2 separate regions of the Mus musculus genome follow, and region 1 is linked to region 2. Evidence: chromatin contacts called from public HiChIP or PLAC-seq data. All regions are on one chromosome and are shown on one strand. The core of a region is the stretch at or near the end of the contact, and the rest is flanking DNA. Distances in the headings are between cores, read along the strand shown.

Region 1 (6,507 bases), core at 3,888-6,387, 200 kb after region 2:
AGAAACTCCATTTTGTGCGAGATCAGGGGCTAAACTCCAATTCCAGGAAGAAAATCAGAGTCATCCTGAGCAAGCATCCTATGGCAATCCATCCCTACCCCACCCAACCCCATAGCAACAGCCAGTCAGGCTACAACAGCAGGGTCAAGGTACATAGAGGTAACTTAAGACCCCCAGCAGAGAATAGATAACTTAGCCATCCTGTTTGTCCTGTGGTTTTATCCCCATGTTCGATTCCTGCAGATTATGCCAGAAATGCAATTTTTAAAATATTAGCTTGTTGACCCATATGGAAATTCCCCAAGTTTGCTGTAACTACAATAAATACCCTGCACTCCTAGACTCAGGGCTCTCACTCTGACCAGCTGCAACAGGGATGGTAAGAGACCTTGATCAGGAGCTCATAATAAAGACCCTTATGTGTTTGCATTGGAATTGACTCCTTGGTGCTCTTTGGGGTACTTGCAACTTGGGTATAACAAGAGGCAAGAAACCTCCAAAGCTGCAGATGAGTTCCTTTTCTCTTAACCATCTACTGCTGGGCGTGCATCCTACCCTTAAGAGGACTTTGTTTCTCAGTGAGACTCCCTTGTAGAAAACTAAACTTTCATTTGCAAGTGGTTATTTTAGAAACTGATGACACTACCACTCATAGTATGGCCTTAGGGGAAGGTAGATATGAGATAAAACAGCCAGAGGCATCTGAAAGAGTTCACGGAAGAGAGAGAAAGAAGTAGACTGGACATGGGCAACAGACTGGACCTGGCCACGAGAGAAGCAGAAGCAGAGCAGATGGGGTTGGGGTGGGGTTGAAGGGATGGAGCAGGGACGTGATGACACAGAGGAGAGCAAAGAGAAGGGGAGAGGAGTGAGATGGGGGGGGAGAGAAAGAGGAGGGGAGAGCAGAGCAAGCGAGTGAGTGAGAGAAAGAGAGAGAGAGAGAGAGTTAGCTAAAAGAGCAAGGTTATAAGGAGAAAGAGCAGCTAAGCTAGGGAGGGGAAAGCCCTTGAGTTGGGGAGGTTTAGGGTAAGGGGAGGAAGTGAGAAAGAGGGTTAGGATGCTAGCATGGACTGGGGAATGTTTGACAGACAGATACTCAGTAGCCTGGAGGCCAGCATACCCTTTGGTATGCTAATAGACACCACAGCTAGCTATTTGTCTTTTGGAATTTAAGGAATTCCAAAATCAGTCATTTATCAGCTTGAGATTGCTTCTGAGTTAGGGATGGGTTTGTTTCTACTTCTTTCAGTTCTAGGATTCCATCTGGTGCAGACCTGAGCACGCCTGTGCATGCGCCCTGAGTCCTTGTGAGTTCATATGTGCGCAGATCGATTCTGCCATCTTGAGAAAGTCTTTTTTCTTGCTGCCCTAAATCCTCTCTGGTTCTTACATTCTTTCTGCTTCCTCTTCTGCAGGGTCTGGGAGCCCTGAGGGGCAGGATTTGATGAAGATATTCTACTTAGGGCTGAGAGTTTCAAGGTCTCTCACTCTCTACAGAATGTCTGACTGTGGGTCTCTGTATCTGCTCCCATCTGCTGCAGGAGGAAGATTCTCTGATGATGGCTGAGCAAGGCACTGATCTATACATGTATAGCAGAATGTCATTATGATTTTCTTTTCTTTCACTTTCTTTCTCTTTCTTTCTTTCTTTCTTTCTTTCTTTCTTTCTTTCTTTCTTTCTTTCTTTCTTTCTTTCTTTCTTTCTTCTTTTTTAAAGCAGCAGTATTTGGTTTTACCTTAGGTCCCTGGCTATTGTCTTAGTTAGGGTTTTATTGCAGTGAAGAGACACCATGACCAAGGCAACTCTTTCTTCTAAAGGCAAACATTTAATTAGGGCTGGCTTACAGTTTCAGAGGTTCAGTCCATTATCATGGCGGGAAGCATGGCAGCTTCCAGTCAGACATGGTGCTGGAGGAGCCAAAAGTTCTACCTCTTGATCTAAAGGCAGCAGCAACTATCCTCCACAGGTAGCCAGGAGGAGGCTCTCTTCTGCACTGGGCAGAACTTGAGCACTAGGAGCCCCCAAAGCCCACCTATACCATGATGCACTTCCTCCAACAAGGCCACACCTACTCCAACAAGGCCACACCTCCTAATAGTGCTACTTCCCATGGGCTAAGCATATTCAAACCACTACAGCTATCAAATCTCATGGTTCCTGGTCACCCAAGCAGAGTTCAGTATGGGTTCTATCTGGTGTAGTGGGCTTTAAGTCAAATCAGATATTGGTTGGTTAGTGCCACAAGCTTGTGCCACCATTGCACTAGGATATTCTGCAGTCAGGACACCATTGTAGATCAAAGGGGTTATGGCTGGGTTGGTGTTTACATTTCTCCTTTGGTAGCGTGTATAGTACCTTCCTGTACCAAAGACGCTAGTATATATGGGTGCAGGCTCTATGAAGGCGCCAGCTCGACTTCTCCATGTTCAGTGCGATATGTAGATGGTGTCTTCAGCAATGGAGCCCTGCCATCAGTTGGTGAGAGCAACCTATAGTCTTGGCAACAGCTTGAATTGTTTGGGGATTTCCATGAGACCCCATTGACTGACAACTCAATTAGATGTAACCCAGTCCTGGCACTAAAAGCTTCATTTGGTGACAAGAGATGTCCAGTTGGGAATCTGTGTCCCCCATTATTTGGACATTTCATTTAGATTGCTTTCATAGACATATACATTTTAGGAAGCTCTACTGCATTAGGTTTTCATGCCACCCCACTCATATAAAATTTACTTTTATATCTCTCCCTGCTTTTCTCTTCCCTTCCCCATTTGATCTTTCTGTTCTAGTCAACCCCCAACCCATCATAACTACTCTTCTATTTCCCTTTCCTAGGGAGAGCTGTCTTTCCTCTCTTGTCCCCTACTCTACACTAAAGCTCAGTTGATTCTGTGGATTGTAGCTTGGTTATTGTTGGCATCAGGACCTCCAAACCTATGACATCACATAGGTGACAGGGTGACCTGCAGACATGTTGCCAAGACAACAGGCACCATATTCCCAGAATCTACTTGGCTCATCTCCCACTTTTACCTGTGTTTCATCGTTTTCCATATAAATAAAGGGAACACCTCTCTCTCTCTCTCTCTCTCTCTCTCTCTCTCTCTCTCTCTCTCTCTCTCTCTCTCTCTCTCTCTCCCTCTCTCTCCCTCTCTCTCCCCCCCCCACTCTGTCAGGAGCCATAATAGGAAGCAGATGATCATCCTGAAGTGGCCTGCTTTGGATTATTATATAATCTGCAACAGGTGAGCCCTCATTAAGCAAGGCTGTGAGGGACTAATTTTAGGAAAGATTCCTGCTATTAATATGCTTTTCCTGTTAATATGCTTTTTCTGTTACTATTAAATATATATAACAATCACTAAGTAGTAGCACACCCTTTTGGAGCAGATCTCTGCAGATCCATGAAGATCTTGTCGTGTTGCTATATAGACAAATAGATAACTTAAGTCTTCATGATGATCCTATAGGAATTCCTAAAATTATATCTGATTATTAAGCTCTTTTATAACAGGACTGCTGTTAGGTCCTTTTCTGATAGTCAAAGCTGCAATGAGAAATCTGTCATTCTCCCAAGTATCACCAGTTAATTGCTCTTAGATGGTAACCAGACCTTCTCCTACTCAGAGCACATTCCAAGAGGTTGTAAAACAATTAACCAAAGGTCATTAAAAGGCAACTAACAATTTATTGTAGGTGCTAGGACAGAAGATAAAATACCAACTGGGCTTATCTATACAAACCTTCACTTTATAACTTATGGATTTAAACCTTCAGTGAACCTGTGGAGCTGAGACAGGTGATCGATGTTTAGCTAGATAATCACTCCTAATGGATATGCATGTAAACATTCTCTGCTGTAAACTTCTATTTCAATTTATGATTTGATTTTTTGTGTGAACTTGTGATGAACTTGTAACATGTGATCATGTATTCTGGAAGACGTATAAGTACCAAGGACAAAGAGACACGAAAGAATCATAGAGAACTAAGATCAATGGAGAGCTAAGATCAATAGAGGAGACTTTTTTGCCTTTCCCCACTTAGACTAGATTCTTTTCCCTTTCCCCACTTAGAGAATTTTTCCCTTTACCCACTCAGGATCTTTCTGCTTTTCCCCTTAGATAGCTTTCATAGGAAACTTTTTACAACTTGGTAATAAACTCTATAATTATTTATCTAAGTGTCTTCTCTTCCTGAGACCGGACTAGCAGGCTGAAAGTTAGAGCCCAGCAGTTCCTGCTGAGATAGACATATCTATCTATCTCTCTTGTGGCTTGAAGAAGAGGTGCTAGTTGCCAGAAACTGTAGTTTCTGGCCTCAGAGGATCACAGAAGGCAGATCAGCTACAACAGCACGGTAACTTAGGCTTAGATAAGTAAACGCTTTATTATACAGCATCCCTAAATATCTCAACAAAGTCCTACCCTCCGCCTAAGCTCTTCCCTCTCTACCCCAAAAGCCTCAAGAAGAACATCCCACTCCAGAGCTGCCCCCATCTCTCCCTCTCCCTCCCTCCCTCACTTCTCTTTCTGCCGCCACCTCCCTCCCATCCCCCAATAAAATTCTTACACGTGGAACTGTTTGGGCCCAGTGTACTGTGTTCAGACTCGAGCCTCTATTTTAACACATCAGTTATCACAGCTAATATCCACATATAAGCTTATACATACCAGATTTGTCTTTCAGGGTCTGGGTTACCTCACTCAGAATGATTTTTTTTTCCCGAGTTTCATCCATTTATCTGCAAATTTTATTTTTTTTTTTTAAAATGGCTGAGTAATACCTTATTGTGTGAATGTACCACATTTTCTTTATTCAGTCTTCTGTTGTACATCTAGGTTGTTTCCAATTTCTGGCTATTATGAGGCATCAATAGGCAACATGGTTGGGCAAATGTCTCAAATGGTAGGAAGAGTGGCTTTGCTGGATCTTGAGATAGATTCCCATTTTCCTGAGGAACCTCCAAGCTGATTTCCATAGTGACTGTACAAGTTTGTGGTCCTACCAGCAACGGATGAATGGAGACTTTATTTTTCTGCCTTGGACTTTAGAAGGTTGGGTGGAAAAGCTGCTCTAAATGGAGCTTATTTAAGCACACAGCCCGAGCACGGCTCACATCACCTTCCCCAGAAGCAGTCATTTTCCCTATTGCCATGGTCCTCCCACGGCGCTGCTGAGCGGCTGGAGCTATTCCGACACAGGAGTCAGTCACTCTAGCCGGTGACTTGGTGGCGGGCAGCGGCTGCCTGGCTTCCTGGCTCTGCCATGTTGGAAGCGCAGGGTTCTAACCATGGCTGCGAGCGCCAGGCTCCGACTGCCAGTCCCGCCAGCTCGGCAGGGCACGCCGTGGAAGTGCGGCCCGGGCTGTATCTGGGTGGGGCAGCGGCAGTGGCGGAACCGGGCCATCTGAGGGAGGCGGGCATCACCGCCGTGCTGACGGTGGACTCTGAACCGGCTTTCCCGGCTGGGGCTGGGTTCGAAGGTCTCCGGAGCCTCTTCGTGCCGGCGCTGGACAAACCCGAGACCGACCTGCTCAGCCACCTGGATCGCTGCGTGGCCTTCATCGGCCAGGCTCGCTCCGAAGGCCGCGCGGTGTTGGTGCACTGGTGAGTGCCACGTGCAGGGGGGCGGTGCCTTGCACCGGGTCTCGCCTCTCTGCAGAGGCGCCCAAAAGTGGAGGTTCCAGGCTGTCAGAGCCAAGACCCTCGTTCCTCATCTTCCCTTGGGGTGTGTGGTTCCAATGAGGGTTCCAAAACCCGCCCTTGGTTAGTGTTTTGTTTGATTTCATCTTGCAGCAACTGTCTGTCTGTCTGTGCATCCATCTATCCGTCCATTCGTCCATCGTTCTATCTGCTTGTCTATATTTTGGGGGTTAGGTTAAAGTTTATCAGATTTGTAAGAGAAGTCAGACACTCAAGCCGGCGAATGTAATACAGGTCAGATGTATTGGGGTGAAAATACGTGATACTTCCTCGCCCTAAAGGCCACTGTGATTAACAAGGGAAAAACATGTGACTTTTTGTTTTTTGAGACTGGGTCTTACTGTATAGATCTGGCAGGCCTGGAACTCGCTATGTAGAGCAGGCTGGCTTCAAAAAGCACAGATGTCCACCTGCTTCTGTCCAGAGGGCTGCACACCTTGAGTGTGAAACCATGCTGGAGGATTTTTAATCAAAGTTATACGTGACGGGCAAGTTTAGAGAAACATTCACGGACCAAAGGAAAACTGTACTGACTGGTTTTGTGAGTCAACTTGATACAGGCTGGAGTTATCACAGAGAAAGGAGCTTCAGTTGGGGAAGTGCCTCCATGAGATCCAGCTGTGGGGCATTTTCTCAATTAGTGATCAAGGTCCCACCCACCTGGGCTGGTAGTCTTGGGTTCTATAAGAAAGCAAGCCAGGGAAAGCAAGCCAGTAAGGAACATCCCTCCATGGCCTCTGCATCAGCTCCTGCTTCCTGACCTGCTTGGGTTCCAGTCCCGACTTCCTTGGTGATGAACAG
Region 2 (6,850 bases), core at 4,104-6,603:
TGGGATAACCTACCCCCATACGCATAATGTCAGGTGGCTATGGATGTATGCCCCTGTATTGCCATTTCTACAATAAATGTATGTATGCCCACAAGACCTGCTTTCCATATGTAAATGTTCTTGGCTTCCTCACCTACCCCAAAAGATGTAAACAGACTGATTCACAATCCTCTCAGATTATCATGTTTAAAAGCAAGCTGCCAAGGGAGGCCACAAAGCCCTCAATCTGGCCAAAGGGCAGCACTAAGAGGAGGACATCACGCTGCTGATTGGTTCAGAGCAGGTAAGCCGTGGAACCCCTCCCACTATGCTAATAAGCCTTTCATAGAATGAGAAAGAAGAGAGTTTCAGAAGTGGAGGCTGGTGCTGGAAGAACAGAGCCCAGCAATGAGGTAGAGCAGAAAAAGCGGTGAGGATGAGACACCGTGGCATCCAGGTTTAGGTCCAGTCTACATGGTTAGCTGAGGGACTGCCCCCAGCCAAAAGGCTAGCAGGCTTATACTGTACAGATGTCTCCCAGTCTTTATTATTAAACTCCAAGTGAGACCACTTCAAAGTGCCCACAAACGTCCACAGATGGAATCTCGGAGTGGCTCTTGACTCCTATCTGGTATCAAGTGGGGTTCCTTCTTGATGAACTAGTGGGGTTCTCCAGATGAGTGTAGAGATTCCCTGAGACTGGTTAAAGATTTAAGCCAAATTTTATAATCCCTTACAGTAACACATAAGGTTGGAGAACATGGACAGGTTGCTAAAGAGGTCACGTGGTCACTGTTATGTGTAATAAAACATATGACTGGCTAACAGTGATTTCAGCTGCTTTAAGCAATCTCTACTTATCTATAGCCTCTGGAATGTTAGGTATTTTCCTGTTGGTGGCCCGTGTCTAGTGTGGTTCCCTCGTGAAACAGTTTGTGGTTTTTCTAGTAATTAGAGTTTAACCCGAGGACAGGGCCCAGTGTATAAAATGGAGGCCTGCTTACAAAATGGAGTTTTTCAGGTTTAGTTGGGGCCTTTCAATTAGATAAGCTATTAAGGACCAGTGCTTATCACCACCTGAGATCTGAAAGACACTAAAGGAAAAGACCGGTATAACTGAAGGGTAGGTATAAGATGACATTTAATGTCCAGTCCATCAGGCCAGATCCTATTGTCTTTAGGAGAGTCAAAAAAGAAGTTGATTCAACGGAGAAATCAGAAGAGTTTGTGGGACTTTAGTGGCCTTTGCTGACATTTTAGTGGGGCGTGGACCTCGGGCGGTAGAAGGTCTGACAAATCTAAAAGACTCTGAAGGACATGTAAGTAGGGTTTATAAAGTACAGAACAATCAGGAGCAAGTAAACAGGTAAGGTCTCTGTTGGAGTTACTCAAAGGCAAAGCATGGTAAAATTTGTGTTGAGCAACAGATCCTTAAAAAATTACCAGAGAGCCAAATGCTGGTAAGTTTCTGATATGCTTTTTCTTAGTTAGGGTTTTATTGCTGTGAAGAGACACCATGACTAAGGGCAACTCTTTTTTTTTTTTTTTTTAATTTTTCTTTTGTTTTTTTTTCGAGACAGGGTTTTTCTGTGTAGCCCTGGCTGTCCTGGAACTCACTCTGTAGGCCAGGCTGGCCTGGAACTCAGAAATCCTCCTGCCTCTGCTTCCCAAGTGCTGGGATTAAAAGTGTGCGCCACCACTGCCAGGCTAAGGGCAACTCTTACGCAGGTCAACATTTAATTGGGGTTGGCTTACAGGTTCTGAGTTTCAGTCCATTATCATCATGGCAGGAAGCATGGCAGCATCCAAGCAGGCATTGTGCAGGAGGAGCTGAGAGTTCTACATCTTGTTCCAAAGGCAAACAGGAGAAGATTGCCTTCCAGGCAACTAGCAAGGGTGAAGTGGAAACTTCTTTGGAAAGCCAGTTGTGTTGACTGGTGTTTTGCTGGGGCAAACACATGAAGGAGTGTTTTCCTGAAGCAGACATAAGTGCAAGGGTGTCTCACTAAAGCACACTCATTTCGATGAAGCAGACACAGGTCAAAGGACGTTCTGCTAAAGTGAGCCTGTGAAAGGACACGTGATGAAGGATTCTATACGAATGTTTACAAAGTGAGTTCCAGGACAGCCAGGGCTACACAGAGAAACCCTATCTCCAAAAAAAAAAAAAAAAAAAAACCAAAAACCAAAAAACAAACAAACAAACAAACAAACAAACAAACAAAAAAACTCCCTGTTAGCAGCTTTCCTCAACAGATAGCCCAGGGCTCTGAAATCTTGAAATTTTGGGGGTCTCCAAGGCAACTTCAATGTTACAACTTCTTATCCCAATGTCCAGGATCCATACATGATCTTATAGGTTCCTCCAAAGGGCTTGGTTTACATCTCTAGCACTCTAGGGTCTGTTTGACTCCACTCCACTGATGCTGCTGTTCTTGGTGGTCATCCCATTGGTACTGGCATCTCTAATTTGCTGAAGTCTTTTACTGCAACTAGGCTTTACCAATAGCTTCTCATAGGTTCTGTTCATGGTGCCAAGCCTCTACTTTTTTGCATGACCCCCTCACATCTAGGCTGTCAACTGCAATTGAGGTTGCACCTTCACCAATGGCCTTCCTTGGCCTCTCACAGTCCCAAGCCTCAGCTGCTCTCCATGACACCTTCATGCCTTTAAAACCAATACCACTTGGGTAATTCTTATACATTTCCAGGTCCAGCTGTAGCACAAGGTACAATCTTGTTTATCTCTGGAACACAGCTTCTTTGTGCTTTCAGAAAATATTCCCAGAGAATTTCACCTCTGTGATACTGGTCTCTTCATAATCACTGCTAATGTCTTGGCTCCAGCTAACCAGCATCAATTGTCCCAGTAACCCCTTCTATTCTTGACTCTAAAGCCAGAGCCACATGGCCAAAGATGCTGAGTTCTGCTGCTTTCTGGGACTGGAACATAGCCCCCTTGTTCTATTACCTCATCACCAGCTTTCTGTTTTCCAACTCCTTCACTGCCTAAGCTTGGTTGCTATGGAAGTTGCTAGGTAGACTGACTTTGAACCCAGTGATTCACATGGCTCTGTCTTCTAAATGCTGGGATTAAAGGCATGTATCACCATGCCTGGACCTCAGCTTTTCTTCACCTAGAACTTTCTCTGTCCCAGGCTGGCCTTGAACTCAGAGATCTGCTTGCCTTTGTCTCCTTTGAATAAAGGTGTGTACCACCATGCCTGAGCCTAAGCTTTTCATGGCCACTATTACTCAAAATCTAGATCAGAACTCTGTGTCTTCCAGCCTTAAAATCTGGATCACAGGTGGGTCCTTCGTTTCTAGACTGTAGTTCGTTCCGCATGAAAAGTCCAAATGAAAACAATAACCAGGTAATGAAAATGCCTAAATATAACTATCTCTTATTCAACTGCAAAAGCACAAACAGTAAGTTTAGCTGGGTGGGATCTTGCCCTGAGGTCTGTTCCTTGCTTAATCTGTTTATTTCCTTTAATAAAGGATTCAGCTCCAGTCTGCTTCCAGGTGCCTCTTTATTCTTTGTACCATACATTTTTGTATTTTCCTTTCTCAGCTCGCTACTTTTCATAAAAACACTCTTCATAAGAGTGAACTTTAGTAACCACACAACAGAATTTATACCAGGCTGTTTGAGACTTCCTTTGTCAAAGCAAATAAAAAGTCTCTTTACCTTAGCCTCAGGTAGACTCTTCAGACAGGGTCGAAAAGCAGTCACCTTCTTCACCAAAATATCACAAGAACAGTATCTAGGCCCCATATTAAAATTCTCCTCTACTGGGCCAGGTCAACACAGCTCAAATCACCCTCAGCACCAATATCCTTCATATTCCTACTAGGATGGCCCATTAAACCCCACTTAAAGCATTCCACTGCTTTACAAATCCAAAGTCCCCAAATCCACATTCCTCCAAACAAAAACAAGGTCAGGCCTATCACAGCACTACCCTAGTCCTTGGTTCCAACGTCTACCTTATTTAGGGTTTCCATTGCTGTGAAGAGACACCATGACCACGGCAACTCTTATAAAGGACAACATTTAATTGGGACTGGCTTACAGGTTCTGAGGTTCAGTTCATTATCACCATGGCAAGAAGCATGGCAGTGTCTAGGCAGCCCTGGCACTGGAGGAGCTGAGAGTTCTACATCTTGTTCCAAAGGCAAACAGGAGAAGACTAAGCATCCAGGCAGCTAGGAAGGTCTTAAAGCCCACCCTCACAGTGACACAGTTCCTCCAACAAGGCGATATCTACTCCAAGAAGGTCATACCTCCTAATAGGACCTGTCCCTGGGCCAAGCATGTTCAAACCACCACAGACTTTAAAGTCTGAAACACACACACACACCTGTTCTAGAGAATTTGATGATATAAAGGGTTTAAACAATTGAGGTGTGACAGGCACAGAGAAGCAAAAATATACAACCTGGCTCCTCCTTGGACCTGAGCCAGATTGAGCAACATAAGCCAGTCCTGTCAACACTGTTGGGCTACGAGGTGAATAGCAACTCATAATAGATAGCAGTGGCTCAGGACCAAAGGGATGGATAGCTCAAGGAAATGCCTGGATTTATGGGACTAGGTGGAGCAACGTTTCCCATACAAGTGATCATACCCAACATTGCAATTTTAAATATTTTTATTTTTAATTATGTATTTGTATCTGTGCATGTGAGTACAGGTGACAACAAAGGCCAGAGGCAGTGGACCCTCTGAAGTGGGAGTTATACATAGATGCTGTGGATATCATTCGGGTCCTCTGGATTAGCAGTGTGTGCTTCTAACTGCTGAGCTATCTCACCAGATCCTAACAGTGATATTTTATTTTGGGGGTGGGTATTTTTGGGACAGACTTGGTCTGTGTAGCTTTGGCCATCTGGCCTGGAACTCACTTTGTAGACCAGGTTGGCCTTGAATTCAGAGATGTTCATGTCTCTGCTTCCAGAGCATTGGGATAAACAGCATGAGCCACCATTGCCCAGACTATTTTTGTTTTGTTTTGTTTTTGATGAAAGGCTTGATCAAAGTGATGAGGCCTTTTTGTACTGTATTGGCACTACTTATAATTTCTCTTTAAACATTAACTTAGCTATCTAAGACATATTGACACTCATTTGAAACAGATAACTGTGGGCCTCCAGAAAAGCTGCCTGCCCTCTGTAGACAGATTTTGTTACACAATTAGATCCCTTAAGGATCTTACAGATTGGGGAAAACAGTAAAGACAAGTTTAAGAGTTTAAACAAATGTTGTGAATAGCAGATGCTGTTTGTATTTTGATGCTAATTCCACTCTCCTGGGAGGGGTTGTAGACAAGGAGTGAGTCACATACTCAGGTGACTTCTTGTGAACCAATCCTCTTAAAATGAAAGAGTCAATCACTGGGCAAGTAGGAAGGACTTCCAGATTGGACAGAGGAAGAGAGGAAGCAGGAGAGAGTTAAGTCTTTTTGGATAGGGATAGCTTAGGACAAGATGTAATTACTAGTGTCTCCTGGCTTCAGTGGCGGATCTGTAGGATTCACCACCAGAGGATTTAGATTTAATATGGTTTACAAAGTTAGGATTTTAGTTGTTGCGCACAGCAATTGAGTTACTGCTGTTTCTGAACTAAGTGTGTGTTGCATCTTCCTTCACACAGTGGCTTGTCTGGGTTCAAGAGAGAAAGGTACAGCGGCGAAGCATGGTGGGTTTGCTTGATGTGCACCACAAAAGTTTTAAAGCATGGGGCTGGAGTGATAGCGACCGGCCAGTGGGAACCTAGCAAGCTGAGTGGAGAAGTTTTGGGAGCTTCAGGCCAGAGAGTCTCCACGAGATGAAAACAGATCGTCCATTGCCCGCCAGTGCATGGCCATCCAGGCCACCGGGGCACCAAGTTGCTAACACAAGTGCAGGAACAAGCTGGTTCATTCTTTTTAATATTTCTTGCAACAAACAAAGGCAGTCTGAACAGAGGACAGTAACCTGAGCCCATAAGGTTGTAAAATGAAACTTCTCCATCATCTTCTGATTGGTTAAAATAAAAAGCCTATGGCCTATAGCAGAAAAACAAAAACAAAACAAACAAAAAAACAAACCACCACCACCAACAACAACAACAAAAAACCAGAGTAACAAGGTGGGACTTCCAGAGACAGAGGACAACTCTGGAAAGGAGTCAGGCACGGGAGATTGGCCACCCAGACTGGGAGGAAGCTGGACATATGAAACTGATGATAGACAACTAACCAGCCTCGTGACAAAACTTAGATTAGTGTAAATGGGATAATTAGGTTATGAGCCAGAGGGCAACAAGCCTAGCATAAGGCCTAGGCATTCTTAAATAAATATAGATTCCATGCCATTATTTGGGAACTGGGGCAGAAACAGAAGTGCCCACACTTACAAAACCAGGGACTATATTTGGTGACAACTAAAAGAAGTCCATAGAGGAAAAAAAAATCTTGTGTTATTGTAGATGCAACATTTGTCAGTTAAAAAGCCCATGGCTTTAGCAGGAAACAGAAGGTGGATGATCCAGGAGGCAAAAAGAATTCTGGGATAGAGCTGTTGTGTCTGGCCAGTAGATCACAACCTGAGTTCTAGCCTGGAAAGGTATTTTGGAAACCTGGAAGAGAAGAGGGGCTGGGCTGCGCGAGATAAGGAAGGAACCAAGACAAAGGTCTCTCTCTGCTCAAGGTTCAATTTTTACTATTTTGGCACTCCGTTATGAAGGAAGGGGGAGGGGCCCAATTCCCGCCAAATAATCTCGGAATCCAGTAGCAGGGTGACCACGTGTGTAGCTCCAAACAGCAAAGCGGTAGGTTCCAGCAGTGGGCGTGGCAGAACGATTGAGCGGGAAGCTCCACCCCTGAGC

What was found. HiChIP or PLAC-seq counts read pairs in DNA pulled down with a chosen protein or histone mark.
Region 1: a contact with region 2 is called in an H3K27ac HiChIP or PLAC-seq map of embryonic stem cells, with 2.9 times the contacts expected there. The contact joins the promoter of Dusp12 here to the enhancer-like site in region 2. A contact is called at or near these places in 5 of 39 promoter capture datasets (the C10 cell line, the HPC-7 cell line, neural stem cells and 2 more), 2 of 15 datasets of contacts at CTCF or cohesin (the NIH/3T3 cell line and large pre-B cells), 89 of 484 Hi-C or Micro-C datasets (3T3-L1-derived adipocytes, the AtT-20 cell line, B cells and 54 more), 23 of 115 datasets of contacts at active chromatin or transcription factors (the 230-238 cell line, the HPC-7 cell line, the NIH/3T3 cell line and 13 more) and 5 of 9 other capture datasets (adipose tissue, embryonic stem cells, liver and 2 more).

The regions. Positions count from the first base shown.
Region 1 is chr1:170,884,170-170,890,676 of GRCm38.p6, reverse strand. Dusp12 (dual specificity phosphatase 12) reads left to right here and starts at 5,137. Exons shown (of 6, transcript NM_023173.2): 1 at 5,137-5,610. The coding sequence starts at 5,270.
Region 2 is chr1:171,088,579-171,095,428 of GRCm38.p6, reverse strand. No RefSeq gene overlaps it. Among named protein-coding and RNA genes, the nearest start is that of n-TLcag9, 9.9 kb to the left of the region's middle. Within about 2 kb of position 5,353, at least 8 of the 459 cell types and tissues checked have an H3K27ac peak or open chromatin away from gene starts, as enhancers often do. A contact at or near this core is called in embryonic stem cells and trophoblast stem cells, where this site is marked.